Linked DNA regions of Mus musculus: regions 2, 3 and 4 are each linked to region 1. A link is a contact called in public Hi-C and HiChIP or PLAC-seq data. All regions are on one chromosome and are shown on one strand. Each heading gives the region's core, a stretch centred on a gene start, on an enhancer-like site or on the middle of the called end of the contact. The rest is flanking DNA. Distances are from core to core; before and after follow the strand shown. Region 1 has its middle 300 kb from the start of Gm29686. Region 2 overlaps Cblb (Casitas B-lineage lymphoma b). Region 3 has its middle 270 kb from the start of Gm32431. Region 4 overlaps Cblb (Casitas B-lineage lymphoma b).

Region 1 (2,664 bases), core at 116-2,615:
CTAATCAATTGATATAATTGACCCAGATACTTCTACATATTAAACTCTATTAATCTGAAGTACTCAGCCTCTGTTTCTTTAAACTAATCTCTTCTATTTTCCCTCTAGCAAGTTCCTTTAGTTATATTTACATGAGACAAGGATCTTGATCCTTTGAGACTGCTGTTTGTTTCTGACTGAAGTGCTCTTTGTGAAACTATAGTGCTACCCTAGTGAGTTGATAGGATGTCTGGGATTTTATTTAAAACTCTTGAAATTTAGCAAGTGTGAACCTACTGAATTAATAAATGTTGGTGAAAATTCCAGATGTTGGATTAATTAACGATAAAGTCATTTTATCATAATCCAGAATTCATTGAATATTTTGTTCAATGTTGTGCCATTTAGGTTAATATCAGTGGTATCAAGTTTAATAATACCATACTATCAGGCCCATGAATTTATATATGGGTGTAAATTCTGCCTTAAATAATACTTTTTGCTTTTAAAGGACTATGACTAAGAGAACTGTTAAAAAGGAAAAGAAAAAGAAGAGAAAAAGAAGAGAAAAAGAAAAGAAAAAGAAAAGAAAATTTAGAACTGCTTAAGGACTGCTTTTAAAACACTTTGTATATGTTTTTGTCTTTGTAGATGGTTAACCTCAGAGGCTAACCTTAGCAAACATAATTGTGTGCATTGTACTCTGTTTTCATTCTTTTATTCAGCTCTTTTCATGAGTAAAGTAGGGCTTGCTAGAAATCTGTTCTGGAGACCAATATCCATGTTTCTGCTGAATCAGTTTACTTAGAGGCATATTTTATTAAGGCACTTTTTTTTTCTTTTTGGCTATTGGAGAACAGAAGGCAGAAATCTGAGCAAAAGAAAACAAGAGAATATTTTATTTTACCTATCTCACTAGAACAGATGTTAATCCCAAAGTTTCTAGGAGGAATACCACAGATCCAAATCATCATGCTCCAATTAATTAAATCAAGGAAGTAAGTAATTAGAGCAGGCTTTTTAAACTCTCAAGATCTACCTCCCCCTAAGGTAAGGTTTAAGAAATCAGCATTGGATGTGAGATGACAAGGTTGCATAGCTCAGAGGTAGGGGGTTTCCAAATAGGCAAAATAGACAGGGATACCGGAGCAGAACATAAACGTAACAAGTTAGTCATAATGATCTCCTGAAACACAGACATGATAGCAAGATGGTCCTAACAAGATAGTCATCACAATCTTTTGAAACAAAGGTATGCTTTCAAGATGGTTTTGAAACAAAATGTGGTTGCGGTTTCCTGAAACAGGCAGTACAGAACCATTTGTAGCTGAGGTTACAGGTGGGACATAGCCCAGTTCTTGAGAAACAGAGACTTAGTCATAAATAAGAATGAGCCTAGTTTGTCTTTACAATATGATGGTTGTAGGAGTTTGAATAGGTATGCCCCTCCCATACACTCATGTGTTTAAATGTTTGGCCTGCGGGGAGTGGCACTATTAGATGGTGTGGCCTTGTTGAAATAGGTGTAACTTTGTTGGAGGAAATGTTGTACTGTGGAGGTAGGCTTTGAGGTGTCATATACACGCAAGTTACACCCTGTGTAGAAGACACTATCTTCTCCTTGTTGCCTGTGAATCAAAATGTAGAACTCTCAGTTTCTTCTCTAACACTGAGTTTGTCTGCATTCTGCCATGCTTCCCACCATGCTGATAAGGGACTAAACCTCTGAAAATGTAAGCCAGCCCCCTCAAAATGTTTTTAAAATGTGTAGAAGAGTTGTCTTGGTCATGGTGTCTCTTCACAGCAATAAAACCCTAAGACAGAAGTTGATACCAGGAACTGGGGTATTGCTGTGATAGGCCTAATAATGCTTTGGTTTAGAGGAATTTTGGGACTTTGGATTAGGAACATAGTGGAATACTTTAAATGGGGTTTATTGGGCCATACTAGTAGAAACATGGAAGACAGTGGTATTGATGATAATTTAAACTATGTGAACCTGGTTTAAGAATTTTCAATTGAGAAGAATTTTAGTTTGTTGCCTAGAGATTATTCTTATAATATTTTGGTGAAAAATGTGGCTGCTTTTTTGCTCTTGTCTTAAGAGTTTGCCTGAGGCTAAGGTGAAGAGTTTTGTTTTTTTTTTTTTGTTGTTTTTTTATTAATTGCATTAGCAAAAGAAATCTCAAAACAGCCTAGCATAGACTATGGTTCACTTTTATGAAGATAAATTTGATGAAATGTAACAAGAAAGGAAAAGTACAAAATGTATTGTACAAGTGCTAACGGGGAACCAGGAATGTAGCTAAATCCTGAGTTCAAAGAGATAAACAGATTAAAAATATTAAATGGAATTAAGGGAGTGATGCCTCAGGACAAGATCCCATTTGCTAAGGTTCCATCTTATGAAAAAATAAATAAAGAAAAGCTTCAATCCATGTTGTATACCTCTTTAATTTCAACACACAGGAGACAGAGGTATGCAGATGTCTGAGGTTCAAGGTCTTCCTGGTCTACAGAACAAGTTCTAGAGCAGACAAGCTTAGTTAGTGAAGGAAATCATTAAAAAACAGAAAGCTTGAGCCCGGTGTGGTGGCGCAAGCCTTTTATCCCAGCACTTGGGAGGCAGAGGCAGGTGGGTTTCTGAGTTTGAGGCCAGCCTGGTCTACAAAGTGAGTTCCAGAA
Region 2 (2,664 bases), core at 84-2,583, 440 kb before region 1:
CAGGTCATGGATATCTAAATGCATATCAAACAGAGGGCACTAGGGTCCAAGTGTTAGCCACCCTGAACTCTTTATTTGCATGCTGAAGATAGACTAATCATCAATTATCAACCGCCTCCCACCTCCCAGATGCTTTTTGTAGGGGTGAAAACACATGTTCTTTTATGTTTCTTATGAATGCAACTAGAAAGTGTCTTTCATAAGTGTAACCATCTTATAGGATTTGGTTTATTCTCTTCCTACCAATCAATATATCTTATTATATATCATACTGCAACAGTTTCAATAAGCCATGCACTGACATGCTTCAGAATTTTTGAGGACTAGTGAACAGATTTGGGGGAACATCTGTCTCTCCCTTTTAGAACTCAGCCATTCCCAGCCCTTGACCACCCTCCTTCCCAATATGAAAATCTGTAACACCCATCATTTGTTTCTTAGCAACCTTTCCTCCTTTCATCATGCCAAGTTCCTACTCATGAATAGATGGAAGGAAGAAACTATTCATACTTTAAACATTTATATTTCAGTCTTCAAAACAGGACACAAGAGCTATATGCATGTGTGAGAAAGATAGTACATGTTTCAATCTTGAGTTTTTCTTTACCATTGTCTCTGGAGAAACTGAGCAGAAATGAGCGAAAATTTCCTTGGCCTCTCTCAATCCCCATTTTCTCACTAAAGATCACATACAGTTATAACTTGAATATTCTGAATTACTATCATTATCTACAGTAGTAAATTGTTAGCACAGACTATGTCATTTAAAGGGCTTATTGTCACAGAGAATTTGGAACCTAAATTAATCTGTGGGCCTGGGGAGGGGCCAGAGAATGAGCAATTTAAATGAGTTTTTAAATGAGTGTTGATTCTGCTGGTCTCTCAGAGCCACTGATGGGCCATACCTATCACCTGGCAATGACACTAGAGGCACTTAACTATGGAAAGGCCTAACACCACCTCTGGCTTTGAGGGACATACAGAGATATCCCTCGATGATCCAAATGGGGAAAATAGAAAACTGTGCTGATGGACTGCCCAACACAAACCCAAGTGATTACAGAGTGGTGTAGGAAGTAGCCTGAAAACAAAATAGCAAGACAGGCCTGCACGAAAGCTTAGGTGTGAAGCACCATTAAAGAAGAAAGTTAAGATACTTAATACCTCAAAAGTCTTTAATCTATGTATGAAAAAAACAGGAAACCACAGAGAACTGAAGAGAGGCACCACATCAGAGGCCATTTAGGAGAAACACACGTCACACTCTGATTAAGGTTTACAAAAGGTAATGTCATAAAAGCACAAGGAAAGTATTTAGCAATCTTAGGCAGTTATTGATTAATAGACACGTGTAGATATGTAGTTAGGTCAGCTGCATTGCATGACCATGAAAGCGTTGCCTAAGAGGAAAATATTCCTTTCCCAAATTAAAGTTTCCAATACTTAGCAGACACAGAAAACTAAAGTCCTAACTTGCAGAAGGGAAAATGGTGATCAAAGAACTACTAATTTCAGAATGACATAGACACAACTTTTTTCTAGAAAAGCACAATATTATTTTATTTAAAAAGCATAAACTGTAAAGAAACTGGCCAAGTGGAAAAGTTCACTCTTTTGTGTGTGTAAAGTATAAAGTCAAAACAAAATGGTTGTAATAAGCATCTTGATGTTACCCTAAAATCATCATATCCAATATTTAACATTCATGCAGATTATAACCTACTTTGAATATCTCTGACTTTCCAGACGAAAATATATATTTCAGCTACTTCTAAAATTTTCCTCTGCCATACAACTGCAGAGCAATAATTTCCAACATAAAAAGACACATTTCCACACTAGCTGTGTAATGAGATTTGATCATAGTTCATTTGTGATAAACCCTAAGCCCCAAGTACATATTCATTAGAGCCTTAATTAAAGCTGGAAAAGAAGGCTGAGAAACCAGAGCATTATTTGGCTGGTTTATTACACCGGATCATTACTGTATCGTCCCTCCACTTTTGTGGACTCAGCAGATTCCCAGTGTAGGGGGTGGTAGGCCTGGGGGCAGACTAGCTTCATGAGGAAAGAACAGAAGAAAAATGCAAAGATCTCTTTAAAAGAAAGAAAAAAATACAGAGTTTTCGAACTCTTGCACCTTGGGTCTACTTTACAAAGTTGATTATCAATTGTCATAAGATGATGCCAGAGGAGAATATGTTGATGGCGAAATGTTTCACAGGTATCTGTGAACTTGTTTGTCTTGGCAGTGATCAAAGGCAAAGAGGGAGAAGAGAAGCAGAGACAGAGAGAAGCACAAAGTGGCCAACTTGAGCTTTGGTATCTCACAATCCCAGAAAATTTACTTTCTTTCATTTGCCTCCTGTCACTATAAATCACATTAGCTGCAGGCAGAAAACCATCAAAGTACACTCAGAAAGTATTTCATTTTTATAACATATATTTAATTTCTGTGCATATGCACACAAGTGTGTGCATCTGGAGAGTGGGGAGGCATCTGAGGACAAATTGTCATAGTTGATTTTCTCCTTCCATAATGTTGTTCATGGGGATTAAGCTTGTCTGCAGGGTCATCTTACTTGACCAAACACAATGTTCAATATACAAGGCAGGTTAGACAGACCAGTGGGTATCCAGACGATTGCTTCAATAGTATGATCT
Region 3 (2,664 bases), core at 60-2,559, 370 kb after region 1:
TTTTTAGATCCTAGATTGTTTTGTTTAGTTTCTTCACCTGTTTGGTTGTGTTTTCCTGTAATTCCTTCGAGGGATTTTTGTGCTTCCTCTTTAAGGGCATCTACGTGTTTACCTGCGTTCTCCTGCATTTCTTTAAGGAAGTTATTTATGTACTTCCCAAAGTCTTCTATTAGCATTATGATATGTGATTTTTTAATTAAAATCTTGCTTTTCCAGTGTGTTGTGTTATCCAGGACTGGCTGTGGTGGGAGAACTGGTTCTGATGATGCCAAGTAGCCTTGTTTTCTGTTGGTAAGGTTCTTGCTCTTGCCTTTCACCATTTGGTTATCTCTGGTGTTAGTTGGTCTTGCTGTCTCTGACTGTAGCTTGTCCTTCCTGTGGGCCTTTAAGCCTGTGTCAGCACTCCTGGCAAGACCAACTCTCTCCTGGACAGTGTTTGGGTATCGAGGGCTGTGGAATAACCTTAGCTCCTGCGTGCAGATGGAGTATGGAAGGATCGTGTCTCAGCTGTTCCACTGTTCCTGTGCCCTGTGCACTGCTGGCTCATCCCACTTTGGACAATTATTGGAGAGAAAGCAGAGATCTCACGTCTGATCACAGGAGTGCTCTCACTCCTGGGAGACCAGCTCTCTCCTGGAGGGCCTGTGTACAGAGGGTTGTGGAATTGCCTTAGCTCCCAGGTGCAGATGGAGACAGGAAAGCAGTAAATACTTAATAACTCAAAATTTTAATACTATTTGATTCTATCAAGCCATTCTTCAGTTATTAATTTGTTTGCAAGTAGATATAGGTACAGTTACAGATATAGATAGATATAGATAACCAGCTTTATTATATATACATATGTATAGCTTTAACATATAAATCTTTATATGTGTGTGTGTGTGTGTGTATATATATATATATATATATATATATATATATATATATACATACATTTCTAAATTTCTATTATGTAAGCTGCTACATCCTTCTTTCCAGGTTAGGAGATGTGTACAAACAGTTATAAACATTCCTGTCATTGAACAGCCACTATCTCCTGAAGCTGACAGGAAAAGGCCTGAAGTCAGCAAGTAATCTAGTCATCTGGGTAGGAGTAGAAACCAGATAGCAAAAGGAATGACTTCAGGTCAAAGGAGGCTTATTGGGCTTAGGAGAAACTAATTTAGAAGAGAGCAAGAAGGTGGCATGGGATTCAGGAGGAGACAAACCTGGAGGCAGCGCTGCCGTGAGTAGTTATTATCTCCCACAAGCACTCAGCCTAGCACGGCTGTGTGTCTGCTAAATATGGCTGTGTGTCTGTCTAATCTGCAGCTCGCCTTTGCTTTACTAGTGACAGCTGAGAGCATGTGGTACAGATCAGGCAGGTTTGCAAGGCTACTGTGACTCATTTTCTTTAAGGGGTCACAAAAGCAAAAAGTACAACTGACCTTGTCCACTATTAGGCAGTGTTCCCTGAAGTACAGGAGACAGTCATCACTCTTGGCTCCATGAAGATAGAATCAACAGCTTCATTTGGGTGGCAGGAAAACCTGATTGAAGATTAAATGAGTAAAAGAAAAAAATTTTAAGTAGTCTTCCTTCCTTTAAACTAATGCTAAGCTTTAGGGAAGTGTGAAACACATTTTTAAAAACAACCGATGATGAAAAAAACATACACGCAAAGTAGATTGTACTATGACCTCTGGTTAGTGTTGCTTCAGCTATCTTAGTCACACCTCATGGAATTACTGTCAGTGCTTTTAATTGGTAGCTTCTTTGGTTTCAAGCCTTCACAGCAAACATTGGAGCTTCTTTCCATTTCCTTCTGTGGGTTCTGCCTTTGCTGTTAATTTCGCCCTCCTCTGTCAAAGCTTCAGAGCACACATTATACACATAATTAGGGCTTCTTCTCTAATATTTTGAACTTTGCTGATGAAGGTCTTGGGTATTTGTTCTGCCCTTGTGTTATAACTTCTTTTTATCCCACCTCGTTAAATCTAAATGAATAGAGCCCGATTAGTTTCTTCTAGTAGCCTACATACACGTGTTTTTGATCATTAAAAACCCTGTCCTTCTACAGAAGCTCCCGCCCCCCCCCCAAAAAAAAGAAAGAAAGAAAGAAAGAAAAATAAAATAAGAGTCAACAGGAAAAACTGTACATACAAATGTGGTGTTTAATCACCTATCTCTTCTTTAACAAATTTCAGCCCGAATCTGCTGTAACACAGTAATAACTTTGAACTCAGTACAACTTCAGGATGGGAATAGTATTAACCTAAAAAGGTAGACAATAGACACTTCTCTCCTTCTGGGTGCTACAGAGACTATATTTTAACCATTCTCTGCTTAAACGCAATCTTTTGAACATTTGGTTGTTACTCCATCCTGCCCATTCAAAGGTAAAAAGTTGCTGGCAACACTGAATTTTTAATAAAAGTCTAAGAGTAGCGTTGAATAAATCACGAGTGCCCCCTAGTGTATGGAAAAAGCAACATCTAAGTACCGTTGGAGTTTGCTGATTCTGTTGCTAGAATCATTTGTTATAAAGAAATGTGATTTTCTCCAATATATCTGGGGAACCAGAGAGCTTCTGGTTTCCTCGTCAGTTTGGAGGAAAACAAAATACTACATCTTTCAAGTGATATTTTAGGCATGCTATAGTTGTAAATAGTACAATTTAAT
Region 4 (2,664 bases), core at 100-2,599, 370 kb before region 1:
ACCCAGTCTCCCATTCCCTACAGTGCTTAGCCATCGAACACTCAGAACCCAACAAAACATGTTCTCACGTGACTCCAACTTAGGAGTGCTTCTCTACGTCCTTAAATGTCTCCTGTGGTACACTTCTCTACCTGAGTCCAATCCATGCCCCGACAGGAGTGTTAACATTAGATCCAAAGTATTTCCTCACAAGCAGTCTTTCCTGACCCCCAGCTGGGTTCCAAGATCTTATCTGTGAAACCTTCTGACTTGAACACCCCTCAACAAAGTAGGACATCAAAGGTGTAAGACGGAGTTCAACGTCTAAACTATCAGCTAGGATGCTCCCACAAACACAAAATAAAGCTTAAATCCTAGGCACTGACTATTCAGAAGAGGCCTCACAGTTAGCTGTCAGGACTGGAGCAGCGAGCGTGAACTGGATCCACACCACACTAAGGAATGACAAGAGAGGGGTGTGGTGAACACAGCTTAGCCTTTGGCAAATGGATAATACTCGGAGGCACACAGAGACTCAGGGCAAATGCTTGAAATCTTTACAATCCATGAGTTCCAGCTCAGGTAGAGAAGCCGCTGGGTGATCTATGAAAATGCCGTGCATCCCCACTTCTGCCCAAGCTCCAGTGACCCGCAGTGAATTGGGAACTTTCTAAAATAACCCCTCGTTAAAGGTCATGGCTTGAGAGGCGGGACAGCAAACACAGTCTCACCCCTCACCCCATGAACTCGCCATCGCTGAAATACTAGATAAAAATGCTAGGTATTCAGGCCTTCTGGCTATTTTAATCCCCCATAAGAGACAGGCTGCAGTAAACGCGTATGCACTTGCTGTTAGGATGAAGCCATACACACAGCAGAGGTGGCAGCCAGACACTTTACATGGCGGGCAGTCATCGGAGCCAGCAGACATCTGTACTGACTCAAATCCAATGAGAATCTTGGTGGCCTAAGATCAATAGCATTTGCCTTTGTGTTTCACCTCCAAAGCTCCTGCTACTTCCTAAGGTTGGTGGTCTTGGCTGGGAAAGATGACAGTTTGCCTAAAACTGGGGGAGCGTCAGTGTTCTAAGGAAATGGGAAGAATGTTAGGAGAGGCTACCTGGGACACTTTCTCTTGAAGAATGGCGTCCCTGTCAAGCCCAGGGTCCCTGCCTCTGTCAAGTACAACAACCGTTGATGTCCCCATACGAATTAATGTAGGAGAGTCATCTGGGTCTGAAAGTACCGCTTTCAAAATGAAATGTTGATTTGGGAGTGTTTCCAACCTTGTTGGAATACACAAGATCCCCAACTCTAGAAGAGCAACGGGAACTTGAAAAGGGCAGTTCAGGTAGGTTCTCAAACCAGTCTGGGGAAATACCACAAACACGTCACCGAGACAATAATGAAACAAGAGAGCCAGCCTCTGACCTCCAGGGTTACAAGATGAGAAAAACAGTTTGGCATTTATTTTAAGGGCAAGTTTCAAAACCCAACACTGGCCTGAGAAACAGGAACCAATGCTGAGGCTTTCTTTACATAGAGGGACAGCAGCCAAACATAATGGTAACTTTGAGATAACTGACATCCTACACTGCATAACTGACAAAAACACACCAAGCCACCCCCTCCCTGGCATTATGAGTCAAAACAAACTGCTGACAAACGCAGACAGCTATGTGAGGGGGTGCAACAATAACAGAGAACACACAGGCCTCTGTTTGTCTTTCAAGTGTTACAAGTCAGCTTGTGATGGGAGAACACAGCAGCTATTTCTTTAAAAGGCTGTTTACACATTGAAAACGTCTCAGATGTTCCTCAAAGCCACTTTGCTTATACAGAAGAAAAGGAGGGGGTAGGCATAGTTAGCAAGAATGCCAGAGCCAAGCCTCCAAGAATGCCTTTTAAAAGGAATAAAGGGGAAAGAGACACTAAGAAGGTACAAGAGAACTTTCCCGAACATCTAACGGAATTCTCACATCATATCCTACACATCAAGAAATTCTATCAACAGCAATGCAGGATAGTTTCCAGAACACGATGCCTGCTACTCTAAGGGGGATCTGGAGCAGGGAAGACCAACCATGTTCTGTCAAGGCGAACCACGAGTTATGATCAAGGACCTTTGTCAATAATGCAGACCAAACAAAACCACGTTATTCATGTCGAAAGCGCACATTTGGAGGATTCCCCAGTTGTTGTAAGCTGGTATATTTAGGGTCATGAGCGCAGCACAGAACAGAAACAAAAAGTCTTTAAGGAAATGTTAATATAAGAATTTAAAGGAAGTGAAAACAGCTCGCAGGGGTTCAGAGAGCCAGCCACTGAGTGGGAGAGCTGTGAATGCTCACTGCGCATGCGCACGGGGCATGCAGGAGCAGGCAGAGGCGCTGTGTGTAACCACCTCTAACTTTTCCACAAACGTTACTTCACTAAAGATAGACACACAGTTAAGACAGCGCCCTGAATTGTGACTACTCTGCAATAAACAGCAGTGATATTAATCTATTTACCCACGTGCCTTTCTTTTAAAATAACTGGCCCCGGAACTGGCCCCGGCTGCCAAATCTCAGGAAGGTGGCATTGTTTATCCACAAGTTCTAAATGACCGACTTTAGACTTTTTGCTAGTTTCCAATGTGAAATTTTACCTTTTACCTCTTTCCAAGCAATAGAAGCTCTTTAT

What was found. A called contact is a pair of places that touch in the nucleus more often than the background predicts. HiChIP or PLAC-seq counts read pairs in DNA pulled down with a chosen protein or histone mark.
Region 2: a BATF HiChIP or PLAC-seq map of CD8 T cells shows a contact between it and region 1, with 6 read pairs. The contact joins two enhancer-like sites. A contact is called at or near these places in 4 of 484 Hi-C or Micro-C datasets (CD8 T cells and bone marrow-derived macrophages) and 5 of 115 datasets of contacts at active chromatin or transcription factors (CD8 T cells, effector CD8 T cells, regulatory T cells and 1 more).
Region 3: a contact with region 1 is called in a Hi-C map of Th2 cells, with 3 times the contacts expected there. The contact joins two enhancer-like sites. A contact is called at or near these places in 1 of 15 datasets of contacts at CTCF or cohesin (CD8 T cells), 5 of 484 Hi-C or Micro-C datasets (CD8 T cells, Th2 cells, embryonic stem cells and 1 more) and 1 of 115 datasets of contacts at active chromatin or transcription factors (memory CD8 T cells).
Region 4: an H3K27ac HiChIP or PLAC-seq map of regulatory T cells shows a contact between it and region 1, with 4 times the contacts expected there. The contact joins two enhancer-like sites. A contact is called at or near these places in 1 of 15 datasets of contacts at CTCF or cohesin (CD8 T cells), 3 of 484 Hi-C or Micro-C datasets (CD4 T cells, CD8 T cells and regulatory T cells) and 7 of 115 datasets of contacts at active chromatin or transcription factors (CD8 T cells, Th17 cells, effector CD8 T cells and 3 more).

The regions. Positions count from the first base shown.
Region 1 is chr16:51,689,637-51,692,300 of GRCm38.p6, reverse strand. No RefSeq gene overlaps it. Among named protein-coding and RNA genes, the nearest start is that of Gm29686, 300 kb to the left of the region's middle. Within about 2 kb of position 1,365, at least 31 of the 459 cell types and tissues checked have an H3K27ac peak or open chromatin away from gene starts, as enhancers often do. A contact at or near this core is called in CD8 T cells, Th17 cells, Th2 cells and 4 more, where this site is marked.
Region 2 is chr16:52,128,205-52,130,868 of GRCm38.p6, reverse strand. All of the region lies in intron 4 of Cblb (Casitas B-lineage lymphoma b), which reads right to left. Among named protein-coding and RNA genes, the nearest start is that of Gm23513, 24 kb to the right of the region's middle. Within about 2 kb of position 1,333, at least 46 of the 459 cell types and tissues checked have an H3K27ac peak or open chromatin away from gene starts, as enhancers often do. A contact at or near this core is called in CD8 T cells, effector CD8 T cells, regulatory T cells and 1 more, where this site is marked.
Region 3 is chr16:51,315,531-51,318,194 of GRCm38.p6, reverse strand. No RefSeq gene overlaps it. Among named protein-coding and RNA genes, the nearest start is that of Gm32431, 270 kb to the right of the region's middle. Within about 2 kb of position 1,309, at least 8 of the 459 cell types and tissues checked have an H3K27ac peak or open chromatin away from gene starts, as enhancers often do. A contact at or near this core is called in CD8 T cells and Th2 cells, where this site is marked.
Region 4 is chr16:52,060,101-52,062,764 of GRCm38.p6, reverse strand. All of the region lies in intron 3 of Cblb (Casitas B-lineage lymphoma b), which reads right to left. Among named protein-coding and RNA genes, the nearest start is that of Cblb, 30 kb to the right of the region's middle. Within about 2 kb of position 1,349, at least 228 of the 459 cell types and tissues checked have an H3K27ac peak or open chromatin away from gene starts, as enhancers often do. A contact at or near this core is called in CD8 T cells, Th17 cells, effector CD8 T cells and 3 more, where this site is marked.